Regions from separate parts of the Sus scrofa genome. Here regions 1, 2 and 3 are each linked to region 4. The links are chromatin contacts, called in public HiChIP or PLAC-seq and promoter capture Hi-C maps. All regions are on one chromosome and are shown on one strand. The core of a region is the stretch at or near the end of the contact, and the rest is flanking DNA. Distances in the headings are between cores, read along the strand shown. Region 1 holds the start of HAX1 (HCLS1-associated protein X-1). Region 2 holds the start of ATP8B2 (phospholipid-transporting ATPase ID). Region 3 holds the start of IL6R (interleukin 6 receptor). Region 4 holds the start of UBE2Q1 (ubiquitin-conjugating enzyme E2 Q1).

Region 1 (2,700 bases), core at 128-2,627, 250 kb before region 4:
TCTTTTCATCTTTCCCTTATTTGAAGTTTGAAAGTGCTTTTTTATTTGCCAGAGGTGCTCTAGCTGCTGTATAAATCAAATTTCCTATGGTTGCAAAAGGATAAGCTTCAGAGTAGCTCTAAGCAAGGGGAATGGGAGAGTAAAACAATTTCCAAATCTCCACCTGAAGATGTCACAAATTTGTCCCACTAACTAGACTTTTCCTCCCCATTCATCCTCCCATTCCCCTGCAGACGGGCAGCGGGCAACGTAGCCAGACCAGCTCCATCCCGCAGAAGCCCCAGACCAACAAGTCTGCCTACAACAGCTACAGCTGGGGGGCCAACTGAGGCCCTGACCCTCTTCTCCCGGTCCCATCTTCTGAGAGGGCTTCTCAGCCTGGCAACTATGGAAACAGCATCAAAGAGAGAAAGGAATGTGGGGGGGTTCCGCTGCCCCCCACACCCAGCGGCCCACCCCATGCCTCAGCTTCATGTCTGTCCCATTCCCATACCATCCCCACTCTGTTGTATGTATTATAGGATTTGTATTTTCTTCTTTTTTTTTTTTTTCCTTTCCTCTCCTCCTCCCCTCTTGCATTCAAGATTATGAAACTTTGCTGTGGGCCCTGCCCTTCCTTCTCCTCCTCCTGTTCACCCTGGTGGTGTGGGTGAGGTGGGGAGGGGGGACCCCCAAATATATATCAGCCCAACAGCCCTAAGTCTCCTCCTTTATTATTAGGAAACAAAACAACAACAACAAAAAATGGTGTCATGAACATGAACAGCATTGTCAGATGAATTAGTTGAAGTGTTTTTTTTTTTTTTTTTTTTTGTACTGTGTCTTCAAATTTAATGGATTAATGTGTCTTGTATATATAAAAAGAAAACCTCTACCTTCAGCCTCTGCCCATTCTTGCTCCGTCTAGGATATCCTCAGTCTCGTCGATGACCAGCTTGGTGAATAAGTATTACTGTACCAACTGGGCCTTCTCTAGCAGGCCCCGAAGGCAGTGGAATAAAATGAAATCTTCGCCCTTTAAGAACTCCGACCTTAATGTGCTAGTATCTTGCCCCTGAGGGGGTTCCCTTCCGTTCTCCCCTAAGAATTTCACGGCGTGGCCTGGAAAGAATCACTGCAAATCTTCATTTTCTCCAGATCTACAGCAGATTTTAGGCGGTGAAGGGAGTGGAATGGATAGCAGATACTGGGTGGAACGGAAGAGGATTAAATGAAAACTGAAAGAAATGGCTTTGCAGAATCAGTTTAATTAAGATGGGTCCAGGCAAATGAACTGGAAAGAAATGAGGGCAACATGCACTGTTGTTGGCCAGCAAATCTGAAGCAGTAGTTCTTGACGCTTGAGTGCTTTCATTTCACATAACTAATACCCAGCCCCTGAAAAGAAGTCTAGAGTCAGGCCAGGGTTAGGATGGGGGTGGGGTACAGGGAGGCAGAGGCTTTGAAAGTCAAATGATAGGAAAAAGATACTAAAAGCCCCCAATTTTTCCCTCCCAAGAGTTCCCTTGCTCTCTTATGAAGTCTTTAACCTGCTGGTTGCAGAGCTTGCCTGGAAGAATTAGAGGAATTCTTAACAGCTGGAGAGAGAAGTCCTTGCGTTCCCTGAGTCTTTTTCTTTTACTCAACTCTGGGGAAGTCACTACATTAGAAGGAGCTTGATGCAACGTTTTGTCCATCCCTCTGGTATCAGACTTAATTGGCTCAGTCAGGAAACAAAACCGAGGCGGGTCCAGGAGGAGTCCATGGGTGTAGTGAGCCGGCGGTGAGGGAGGGCCTTGGTCCAGTTCATTTGTGCGGATGGGCTGCCCTCTGGCGGCTGCCTCCGGTGCCATCCGGCGGCGTGAAACCCTTGAGACACCCTGTCGGACCGACCGCATTGGTCGGCAGAAGGAATTGGCTTAGGAGTCAGGTGACTGTTGGAAAACGAAAATTAAGTACACCCACTCCCTTCACAGGGAACAGGTGGGGTAAAAGAAAAAACCTTTCGAATTCGATAGGCCTGCCCCGCCCTCAACCACGCCCCGCTTACGGTCGTTTTACGACAGTGTCCGACCGATCGCAGGCTTGCTTTCAGGCAGCGTGGTCTGACGCTTCGCTCAATTTCCGACGGCGTAGCTTTGGTTTCTCCCCCCGGCTTTGGGGTTCGAAGGTTCGAGTCCCACGACGGGAATGAGCCTCTTTGATCTCTTTCGGGGATTTTTCGGCTTTTCTAGACCTCGGAGGTGAGAATGGGTCCGGGTCAGATAAGGGAGGGGGATCCGCTGAGGGAAGCTTGACCCCTGACACACTGTTTTTGGAAAAACATCCTTTTCCCCACTCATGCAACTCCTGCGGAGAGGGCAGAAGTCACAACATTGAGCACACACCCCGCGGCAGTAACCAAGGCAGTCGTTAAGAGGAGAAACAGGCGCTTAAACGTTTCTCCGTTCTGGGGTGATGCAGCAGGGGCCCAAGTGTGGGGAAGACAATGCAGCTCTGGGGAAGGGGTCAGTGAGCGAGCGGGACCTTGGGAGAGAGGGGAGGGGTTGGGGAACGCTGAAGAAAAGCTGAGGGGAAATGTTTGGGGGAGCCGCGAGGCGAGGACTGGCTTTGATAAAAACAAAACAGACACGATGGCCAGTTCTCTAACGCTCGCTTCAGCTTTCCAGTTTCCTACTCTTGTCCACCATTAGCTGGTTTTATAGATTAAGTAGTGCCGAA
Region 2 (2,920 bases), core at 85-2,584, 230 kb before region 4:
GTTCTCTTATTACCCCCAGTCCTTTGGGGGAAGGCTAAGGGACTCACCCCTGATACCTCCCTCCTGTTCTTGCAGCGCTGGTAATGGTTGGTGGTGGGTGCCTGTGGTGTGTCCTCTGGTGGGGGCCGCTCTTGGCACAGCCACATATCAGCTGCTGGTGGCTCTGCACCATACTGAGGACTCAGAGACAGCTCAGGAAGTAAACTGTGCCCAACCTGAAGTCTCAGCCAGAGAAAGTCCTGCTGCAACTCAGATGTGGACGAGTAAGCTGTGATTCTGACATGACAGTTCTCATGGACATTGAAGACGGCTGGAGACCTCTGCCTGATGACAAGACGTTCTTTCTCTTTATTAATACACCAGGCCCTGGGAAGCTTCTCTGTTTATTCATTTAGTCATCGCTTCCTCCTAAACTGAGGAGGATCAGGTAGAGCGGGATCCCGTTTAGGACCCAGGCTTTTCATCCCCTCCTTCCCCATGCAGGTTTTCAGACCCCAGGACTTCCAGGAACGTAGTTCCTCAAAGTAGCCGCAAGAGGGTGCGCACCCTGGAAACCGGATTGGGAAGGCTGAGGGAATCTGCAGGGTGGTGGAGGCCATCCATCCAGTTCGGAGCATAACGCAGGGGACCTCCTCCAAAGCTTAGTCCCCACTGCCTGACTTTCAGTTCTCCTAACCTCAGCGCCGTCCGCCTTGATGCTCACTGGGGCACCTCGCCTAGATTCAGCCACCCCCAGACAGTAGTTAGGAGTGGGCGAACAGCCTCCACCAAGGGGGCGTGGTGGTACGGGGAGAAGGAACACAGCCGCCAGTGGAACACAGCCATTCAAGCGCCTAGAGTCTGGGGGAGCTAGGCGGAGAAAGTGAGGCACGAGCCAATGCCTAGACTTTCCAGACGGTGTCATTCAATCAACGGGTGAACTACAATGACATGAGCCAGGGCGAGGAGAGAAGGTGAAGGGACAGAGGGCTCCGAGGGAAATCAGTGTAGGGGCAAGGGACAGCTGGCGCGGAGGAAAAATCTCGTCGCTCACCGCTTCCCAACTCTCACACACCTCCTTGAAGAAGACGCTCTTTTAGCAGAGAAGCAGCGTCCTTCTATTTCCACTCTTTAAAAAGCAAAACTCAGCCCTACCTTGCCTCCAGACTTTTTTTTTTTTTTAATGCGGGATAAATCTGGGAGTGGGTGGGCGGGCACCGCGGCCGCGTACCGCCGAGCATCGCAGGGGTTAAGACCCTCCCCCTGCCCCGCACAAAGATGGCGGCGCCCGCCTTCCCTCGCCCTCATCCCTCCCCAAAACCCCCTCCCGCCCCCCGCCCTCTCCCGCCACCTCCGTCACTTCCGCCCCGCCGTGGCCGAAACTGACACAAAGTAGCGGGCCGAGGCCCCGGGGGGAGAGGGGCTGCTGCTGGGGGGGCGGGAGCCCGCGGGGAGCTGAGCCGAGCGCCCCCCGCCCCAGCCCCCGGCATGGGCAGGACGGGGCCGCCGGGGCGGGCGCCGAGCGCTGAGCGCTGAGGTGAGGCGAGGCGAGGCGGGGGCAGCAGCCCAGGAGCGCGGGGCCGGGAGGGCAGGGGCGATGCGGCTGCGGACGCGGACTCCGGGCTGGAGGAGCCGGGGCGGAGGGTGTGGGCAGGGGAGGCCAGGGGACAGGGAGTCGGAGCTGCGGTGAGACGGAGGAGGACCGGGAGTGGATGACTGGAGAGAAGACGGTGTTGGGTGCCTGAGGGTGGGGGGAGATTCTGGAGGCCGTCCTCAGGATGGGAGGGTGGGGTGCTGAAGGGGCGCGTGGAGACGAGGAAAGGGGCACAGGAGTGCGGAGGAGAAGTTTATGGAGCAGCGGAGAGAGGAGAAGCGCCCAGAGAGTTGTGGGGGTGAGAGGAGTACCCGGGTCCGAGGGTGTGGGTTTCTGGAGAAGGGAGTTAGGGATGTCGGCTTTGTAAGGTGACGATCTCTGTGCGTGCGGGAAAACCAAGGGTGCAAACCTCTCTGGGAGCTCAGAGCTGGGAGTGAGTCCTGGGTCTGTCCTTGGCGATGGAAGGTGGCCAGGTGTGGTGTTGGTGGCAAGTGAGCTGGGGGTCTTGGATTCCATTCGCTTCTGTTCCCTGACCTGCCGATAAATCCCTGCGGGTTTTCTCTGAAAAAAAGGAGTCAGTCTTCCTGGATTTGGGTTGGAAGGGAGCAGGGGCCAGGCCTAGAGGAGGAGCCGTTTTCCTTCGTGGAGCTTTGCCTTCTTCCCAGAGCTGGCTATTTTTATCCCAAATGTGGCTGCAGAGGGGGCTGGGGCAGGGTGACGGGGCAGAGCAACGTGGCTGATGGGCCTGGGTTCAGAAAAGCCAGGCTGTATGAGACTGGGAAGGAGAAGTGAGAGAAAGTTCCTGTTCCCAGGTCTCCCACCTCCCTTTTCCTTCCCTAATACGGCCCCCCAGAGGGATGAAGTCTTCAGCCAAGCCAGCTTTCAGCCTCCCCAGGGTCTTAGAGGTAAAACAACTTTCCTGGTTGGTGTCCAGGCTCCTGACTCCTAAGAACCCATGTGGCTCCTTCGTTAACTCTTTCTTTCTTAGGACTCAAACCCAGATCTTCAGGCTTAAAGCGATTCTTGATTGCCTCCCTTACCAGGGCGGGGCTGGCTTTGGAACTTGTGATGCCCACCCTTGCATCCTCTCTTTTAACCTCTCTCTCCTTGCCCCACCCTCCTATGACTCAGACTCTAGCCTGGGTGGAGACCCTGGCTGGGGGCCCTGGAGGAGGGCTTGGCATCTTGAAACGTGGTTGAGGTTTTTCTTCCTAAGCCAGGCACCCTTGGTTGCCAGGGTTGGGAAGGGTCAGAAAGGAAAAGGACTTCTGGCTCTGTATTGCCTGATCGGGGTTCAGGAAGGGAGTCTGGGTTAGTGCACGAAGAGATGGCGTGGGTGACAGGGCC
Region 3 (2,721 bases), core at 48-2,547, 160 kb before region 4:
CCACCAAACCATGCCCACTCCTGCTGCCCCAGGAGCCTTGGTCCTGGTCCTGAAGCCCAAAGTGGAAAAGCACATCTTCATAGGCACTTGCTGGGCCAGAAACTTCTCAGCCTAGACCTTATTTCAGTAATTTTCATTCCTTCCAAACTCAGCTCTGAGGCCACCTGTCAGATTCAGGGTCCCTGGGGAACCTTGGTGGGCCCTTTAAAGAGATGGTTGTGGTTGCTTCTGAAAGCCAAGTACCAGTTTCTATCTATCACATCAGGAGGGTGGACGTGCCTGTTTTGACATCGATGGAGCACCTGTGGTCTGGACCCTGTGTCAAGTGTGTAGATCTTTATAACCATGGTATCTTCATAACCATCCTGATATTGACTTTCTTATCTCTCTCTGACATAAGAGGAAACAGAAACTCAAAAGATTTCACACAGCTGTCACAGAAGGTGGAGGTCTGGAGGGGATACTTCCATTTGGAAGCTTCCAGAGCCCAAATCTGTCCCTGGCCTGTGCTGCAGGGAACACAGGCACGGAGAAAGGATGAACCTTTACTCTATCGAGGATCTCGATGCCCGAGCCTCATCCCAGATCCATTAAGTCAGAATCAAATCCATTAAATCTCTGGGCGTGAAGCGATACATCGGTGGCTTTGGGGGCTCCCCGAGTGATTCCGAGGGGGCAGAAAGGGCTGCCAATCGCTGCTTTACTCTAACAGTAAGAGGCACATCGCCTCCTCCAGGCTCTCCAGGTGCTCCTTTCACAGAGTAATCCTGGTCACGAAACCAAAAATCAAAACCGAGCTGGTGGCGTCTAATTCTCCTGTTCTCATCAATAGAAGGAGAGGGAGGGAGAGTTCGCCCCCGCTGGGCTCGGGGCTCAGGGCCTCGCGGCTCAGGTGCGGCGCTGCGGCCGGAAGCCACCCCCTCCGCTCGGCCGGTGCGCGGGGCTGTTGCGCCATCCGCTCCGGCTTTCGTAACAGCACTCTGGGCCGGCCGAGAGACGACTCCAGCGCGAGTTCCTCAAATGTTTTCCTGCGTTGCCAGGACCGTCCGCTGCTCTGAGTCATGTGCAAGTGGGAAGTCGCACTGACAAGGAGCCCAGCCAGAGGGAGCCGAGTCGAGTGCGGCGCGGGGCTCGGGGACTAGCCTTGCGTGCTGAGCGCGGGCCCCCCGGGGATGGGGGCTGCCCTCGGGGCTTGAGCCCGCCCGCCGCCCCGCCCCGGCCGCCCGGCCGCCCGGCCGCCCGCCCGCCTGCCTGGCTGCCTCTCTGGGATCATGGGGCATTAGCTGAGGAGGAAGCATGCTGGCCGTCCGCTGCGCGCTTCTGACCGCTCTGCTTGCCGCGCCCGGGATGGCGCTGGCCCCGAGGGGCTGCTCCAAACTGGGTAAGGGCTTCGGGCGCACCTGAAGGGCTTGGACAGCTGGTGGGTGGGGGAACCTCTGCGGCTGCCGCAGACTCAGGGCAGCGGAGGGAGGCAGGAGGGGTGACGGCCCCCCCTGGTCGGGGCTAGTTTGGGTCCCCGCGGCACAAGGTGCGGTCCCGGGCTGCCCCGGCTGTCCGGTGGCGGCCCCTCGCTCGCGCGCCCCCTGCTGCGTCCTGCGCCTTTGGCCGGGCGCGCTCTCCCCGTGACGGCTCTGTGGCCGGGAAGCTCCCTGCGGTCTGCGTCCAGGACAAGGTGTGTTCTCGTATGTCCTTCCCAGGGCCCCCGGGAATCCTTACACAGCTGTCCCGGGTTACTTTAAGAGGCGATGCCCTAGCGGAGTGGAGTTCTTGCCCGGGGCGTCCTTGGTACCAGCGCCCCGTTTGCCCCTCAGCTTTGGGGAAGGCACTCCTCCTGGCTCTCCCCTCCGCCCCCTGGGTTCATGTGTGGATGACAGTGCCTTGACTGTGAAGGGACTGATTTCATGGGCTCTGAGTCACGGACTCTCCCGCTGCCTTGTTGCCGGCACTCGCTTAGGCAGACACGAGCTCTAGCAAGCTGGATGCCTACCCCCTGAGAATTGAGGCCAAGTGGGGAGGCTGGCCAGGGATTGGGGCGGCTTGAGGCTGGCACACACTGGACTCCACTGCCAGACCACAGGAGGGGGAGGCAGGGGGACAGGGGGCACTTGTTGCTCCTGCGGACTGTAATCCGCCTCTGGCCGGCAGTCCTTTCTCTGGGCTCTGGCGGCATGCCCAGCTGCGTGTCTAGTCGCTCCTCTGGAGGAGCCGGGCAACTGTTTGTCCAGAGGTTTATTTTAGGGTCTGAGGGCTTCTTTGAGGACACAGTGGAAAACCATGCGGGCAGCCGGCAGGCTTCTGGGAACGGATTGCTGGCGAGGTGGGGGCTCTGGCTTTCACTGCTAGAAGGCACTGCTAGACCCCACGGTGCTCCTGCCCCAATGAACACCCACCCTCTGCCTGTCTCTCACTCCCTGCTGCAGAGAGCTAGAGGCTGATGTGCCTGCAGCTCTCTGCTTTCTGAATGGTTGTGTTCCTTGGCTTTGGAAGAGGAAGGTGAAGGGATTCTTTTTCTTGGCACACATTTATAACTCCTGTGGGTAGTAGCCATTGTTGATGGAGGCCTCTGGTGCTTGACATGAGTTTTCTAATCCTTCACCACGGGATCTAAATCTTACTTGGTTCCAAAGAAGAGACTGAGGGTCACAGAGGTTGGGATAGGAGGTTGTCAGGCTCAGTTGGTGGAGGCCCACTCCTCCATGTTCCTCTGCGCCCATGTGGTAG
Region 4 (2,700 bases), core at 166-2,665:
TTTCCCCAAGCTGCTCCCAATTGCAGTCTGCCTGCCTGGATTAAAGCACTGTCCCCTGGCTCGCTAACCAGTGCTGCCAGCAGGGCAAACACTATCACACCAGGTGGTATCAACCACTGTAAGTGCTACACCATGCAGTATCAGGCATTCCCAGATTATCAGAGGCCAAACCTCTTCACAGGATGTTTGAGGGTATAGCCTAGGACATGTAAGGTGCCTCCTACTCTAGCGCACCTAGGATGGTATGATGTTCACTAGGAAAAAAGAAGGAACTGTCAGAATAAACGGGATAGCCCCCAAACGTCACCATCATTACCAGGAAAGGCAAGAACCCAAGACAACGAGAGATACCCACAGGGACCAGGAGGGGAGTGGCGACTACCAGCTGGGGCAAGAGGAGAGTTAGAGGTTATACCAGAATAAAAGGGAATCCAAAAAGAGGAGTCGCTGAACTGCAAACTATCACTTAATAAAACTGAAAGAGGGGCTAAATAAGAGATGCCTGGGCAGGGATCCCACAGGTGGCAACGTCCTAAATCAAAGGTGCTACTGAAAAGGGGGCATCACTGAAATCTGCAGAGTTCCAAGGGAGGTCCTTCCAGCTCAAGTCAGTGCAGCAGCCTGGAACCTTCAGGTGATAGTGGGGGGATGAGAGGGGCATTCTTGGGTGGCAAGGTAAAGTTGCTTAGTAGCCAAAATCATGAACCCATGGATGTGGGTGGGTTAGTGGAAAGGGGTAGTTGAGGCGCCATATGTCGGGTGTCCCTCACTATGAAGGGCAGAGATTCTTTCCAGGTGCACGACAGAACCTCAAACGGCACAAACAAGTGTAACCTGGAGAAAAGGAGCCTAGCCCCGAGAGGGGGATTCGGCCTCCCAGGTCTTTGGAGAGCAAAAAGCCGTGTGGGGTAATCCCGAGTCCCAGACAAGAGGTCCCCAGAGACGCGCACGCGAAGGGGTCCTCACCGTGATGTTGCAGTGGATGCGGACAGGATCCCCAGGCACCGACCCCCGTGGGGGGAGATGAGGTCCGGGCGCGGCCCCCGCCCCGGCCCCTCCGGCCCCAGCCAGCAGGAACTCGCAGCTCAGCTCGTCTAGGCAGGCGCTGGCAATGCGGAAGCGCTCGTGGCCGCGGTGGAAGATGGACTCGAGCAGCTTCAGCTCCCGCCTCAGGCAGGGCCCCGGCCCCGGGCCCCCCCCGGGCCGCCCCCGGCCCCCGGCGCCGCCCCCTGGCCCCCAGCTGCTGCCCCGGCCCCGGCTGCTGCTGCCCCTGCGGCTGCGGCTGCTGCATCCTCCGCTCCGCTCCGCTCCGGGGCCGGCGGGCCGGGAGCCTCCGGCCTCCGCTCCGGGCTCCGCCGCCGCCGCCGCCGCCGCCGCCGCGGTCCGCACTTCCTGATCCCCCCTTCGCCAAGATGGCGCCGCCGCCACCTCTGGGACAGGGCCCCCCCCCTCCGCTCCCTGGCCCCCCCCACAGCCGCCGGAAGCCGCGCGCCCCTCCTCCTCCTTCTCGGAGACTCCGCCTCCGTCCCCTCTCACGTGACTTCGCTGTTCTGACCTCCTTCACGTGACACCTCTCTTCTTCCCGCCCCTTGTTCTCCGCGGCCACCCTCCACATGTGACCCAGGGCTTCAGCTCGCGGCTTGCAGAGCCTCAGTGCGTGTTTACGTACGGCGGGTGTGCGTGCGTGCGTGCGTGCGACGGCCCTCGCCGGCTCTCCCCTCTCACGTGACCCGGCGCCGCGTGCTCCCAGGGGCTACTTGTGCGGGACTCTGTTTCCTGCTCTGGGCCCTTTTACGCCGAGCACCGGTGAACGTGCCGGGCGCTCGGTGGTCGGAAGAAAGACGGAGAGCTGCGGTCGCCTATTTGCTTTGTCCTGCGCACCCACGCTTGTCCTCGGCGCAGGGTGCCCGAGCCTCTGTCCCCTTGGGCACACACTGAATGAGGGACATGGGATTGGAGAATGAGCCGGATTGGCAGGGCCAGGACCCTCTGTGACCTTGGGTTAATTACCTTCCCTCATTTCTCTCATCTGTGCAATGACAGATGAGGATAGTAATGCTTGCTTTGCCTCCCTCCGAGGATTGGAATTGAAATCACGAAGTGATTGCTGGTCGATTATGTACGAAGAGTAGCCAATAAGCTAACCTTTCACGGCTATCAGACTCTCGGGGTCTGGACGACGTTTGGGGTGGGACGGCACGGGCTTCCTCTGCGGTGTCATGGGAGCAGTGCATGACTAGTTTACACCATTAACCCGGCAGTAAGATGGAGGGACGCAAGCCTGGGCGGACCACTTTCCCAGTCTCAAGTCCTAAGCGCTAACACCTTGTCGCAGTGGTCCCGGCATTGCCGGGGATAGGCAGCAGTGCCTCTGGAGCCTCGCTAGGTGGCACTATCACAAAGGACAAAGCTGGCAGAGGTTCCAGAGACCCATAGTTGGCGTTCCTTTGCCAAGGGCAGGTGTTAGCCTGTGGAAAGGCCCGGGGGATTCTACCAAGACGCCTCGGGGCTTGAGAACCTGGCCAGATCGCCTCTTTCTCCTCTCACTTGGCTTAAAGTGAGTTAACATTTATTTGAAGTTGACCTCGGTGCTTCCTATTGGGCTACTCATTTATGTCGTCAGTGGTGGTTGATTAAAAGTCTTCTTTGCCTAAGTTGGGCTCTTGGTATTTAAAGATGATTGAGGTGTAGAACTAGCCT

Evidence for each region. Promoter capture Hi-C pulls out the DNA fragments that hold promoters and counts their contacts. HiChIP or PLAC-seq counts read pairs in DNA pulled down with a chosen protein or histone mark.
Region 1: an H3K27ac HiChIP or PLAC-seq map of alveolar macrophages shows a contact between it and region 4. The contact joins the promoter of HAX1 here to the promoter of UBE2Q1 in region 4. A contact is called at or near these places in 2 of 5 promoter capture datasets (fetal liver and liver), 2 of 47 Hi-C or Micro-C datasets (embryonic fibroblasts and heart right ventricle) and 1 of 2 datasets of contacts at active chromatin or transcription factors (alveolar macrophages).
Region 2: a promoter capture Hi-C map of fetal liver shows a contact between it and region 4, with 2.7 times the contacts expected there. The contact joins the promoter of ATP8B2 here to the promoter of UBE2Q1 in region 4. A contact is called at or near these places in 2 of 5 promoter capture datasets (fetal liver and liver) and 6 of 47 Hi-C or Micro-C datasets (embryonic fibroblasts, fetal skeletal muscle, heart right ventricle and 2 more).
Region 3: a contact with region 4 is called in a promoter capture Hi-C map of liver, with 3 times the contacts expected there. The contact joins the promoter of IL6R here to the promoter of UBE2Q1 in region 4. A contact is called at or near these places in 2 of 5 promoter capture datasets (both in liver), 4 of 47 Hi-C or Micro-C datasets (embryonic fibroblasts, retroperitoneal adipose tissue, skeletal muscle and 1 more) and 1 of 2 datasets of contacts at active chromatin or transcription factors (alveolar macrophages).

Annotation. Positions count from the first base shown.
Region 1 is chr4:95,469,649-95,472,348 of Sscrofa11.1, reverse strand. It overlaps HAX1 (HCLS1-associated protein X-1), which reads left to right and starts at 1,377. Exons shown (of 6, transcript XM_021089792.1): 1 at 1,377-2,222. The coding sequence starts at 2,170. UBAP2L (ubiquitin-associated protein 2-like) reads left to right here. Exons shown (of 27, transcript XM_021089781.1): 27 at 908-1,227. The coding sequence ends at 946.
Region 2 is chr4:95,447,607-95,450,526 of Sscrofa11.1, reverse strand. It overlaps ATP8B2 (phospholipid-transporting ATPase ID), which reads left to right and starts at 1,334. Exons shown (of 28, transcript XM_021089757.1): 1 at 1,334-1,516. AQP10 (aquaporin 10) reads left to right here. Exons shown (of 6, transcript NM_001128454.1): 6 at 76-274. The coding sequence ends at 274.
Region 3 is chr4:95,379,643-95,382,363 of Sscrofa11.1, reverse strand. It overlaps IL6R (interleukin 6 receptor), which reads left to right and starts at 1,297. Exons shown (of 10, transcript NM_214403.1): 1 at 1,297-1,381. The coding sequence starts at 1,297.
Region 4 is chr4:95,219,864-95,222,563 of Sscrofa11.1, reverse strand. It overlaps UBE2Q1 (ubiquitin-conjugating enzyme E2 Q1), which reads right to left and starts at 1,415. Exons shown (of 15, transcript XM_001929469.6): 1 at 1,237-1,415; 2 at 1,208-1,234; 3 at 967-1,205. The coding sequence starts at 1,291.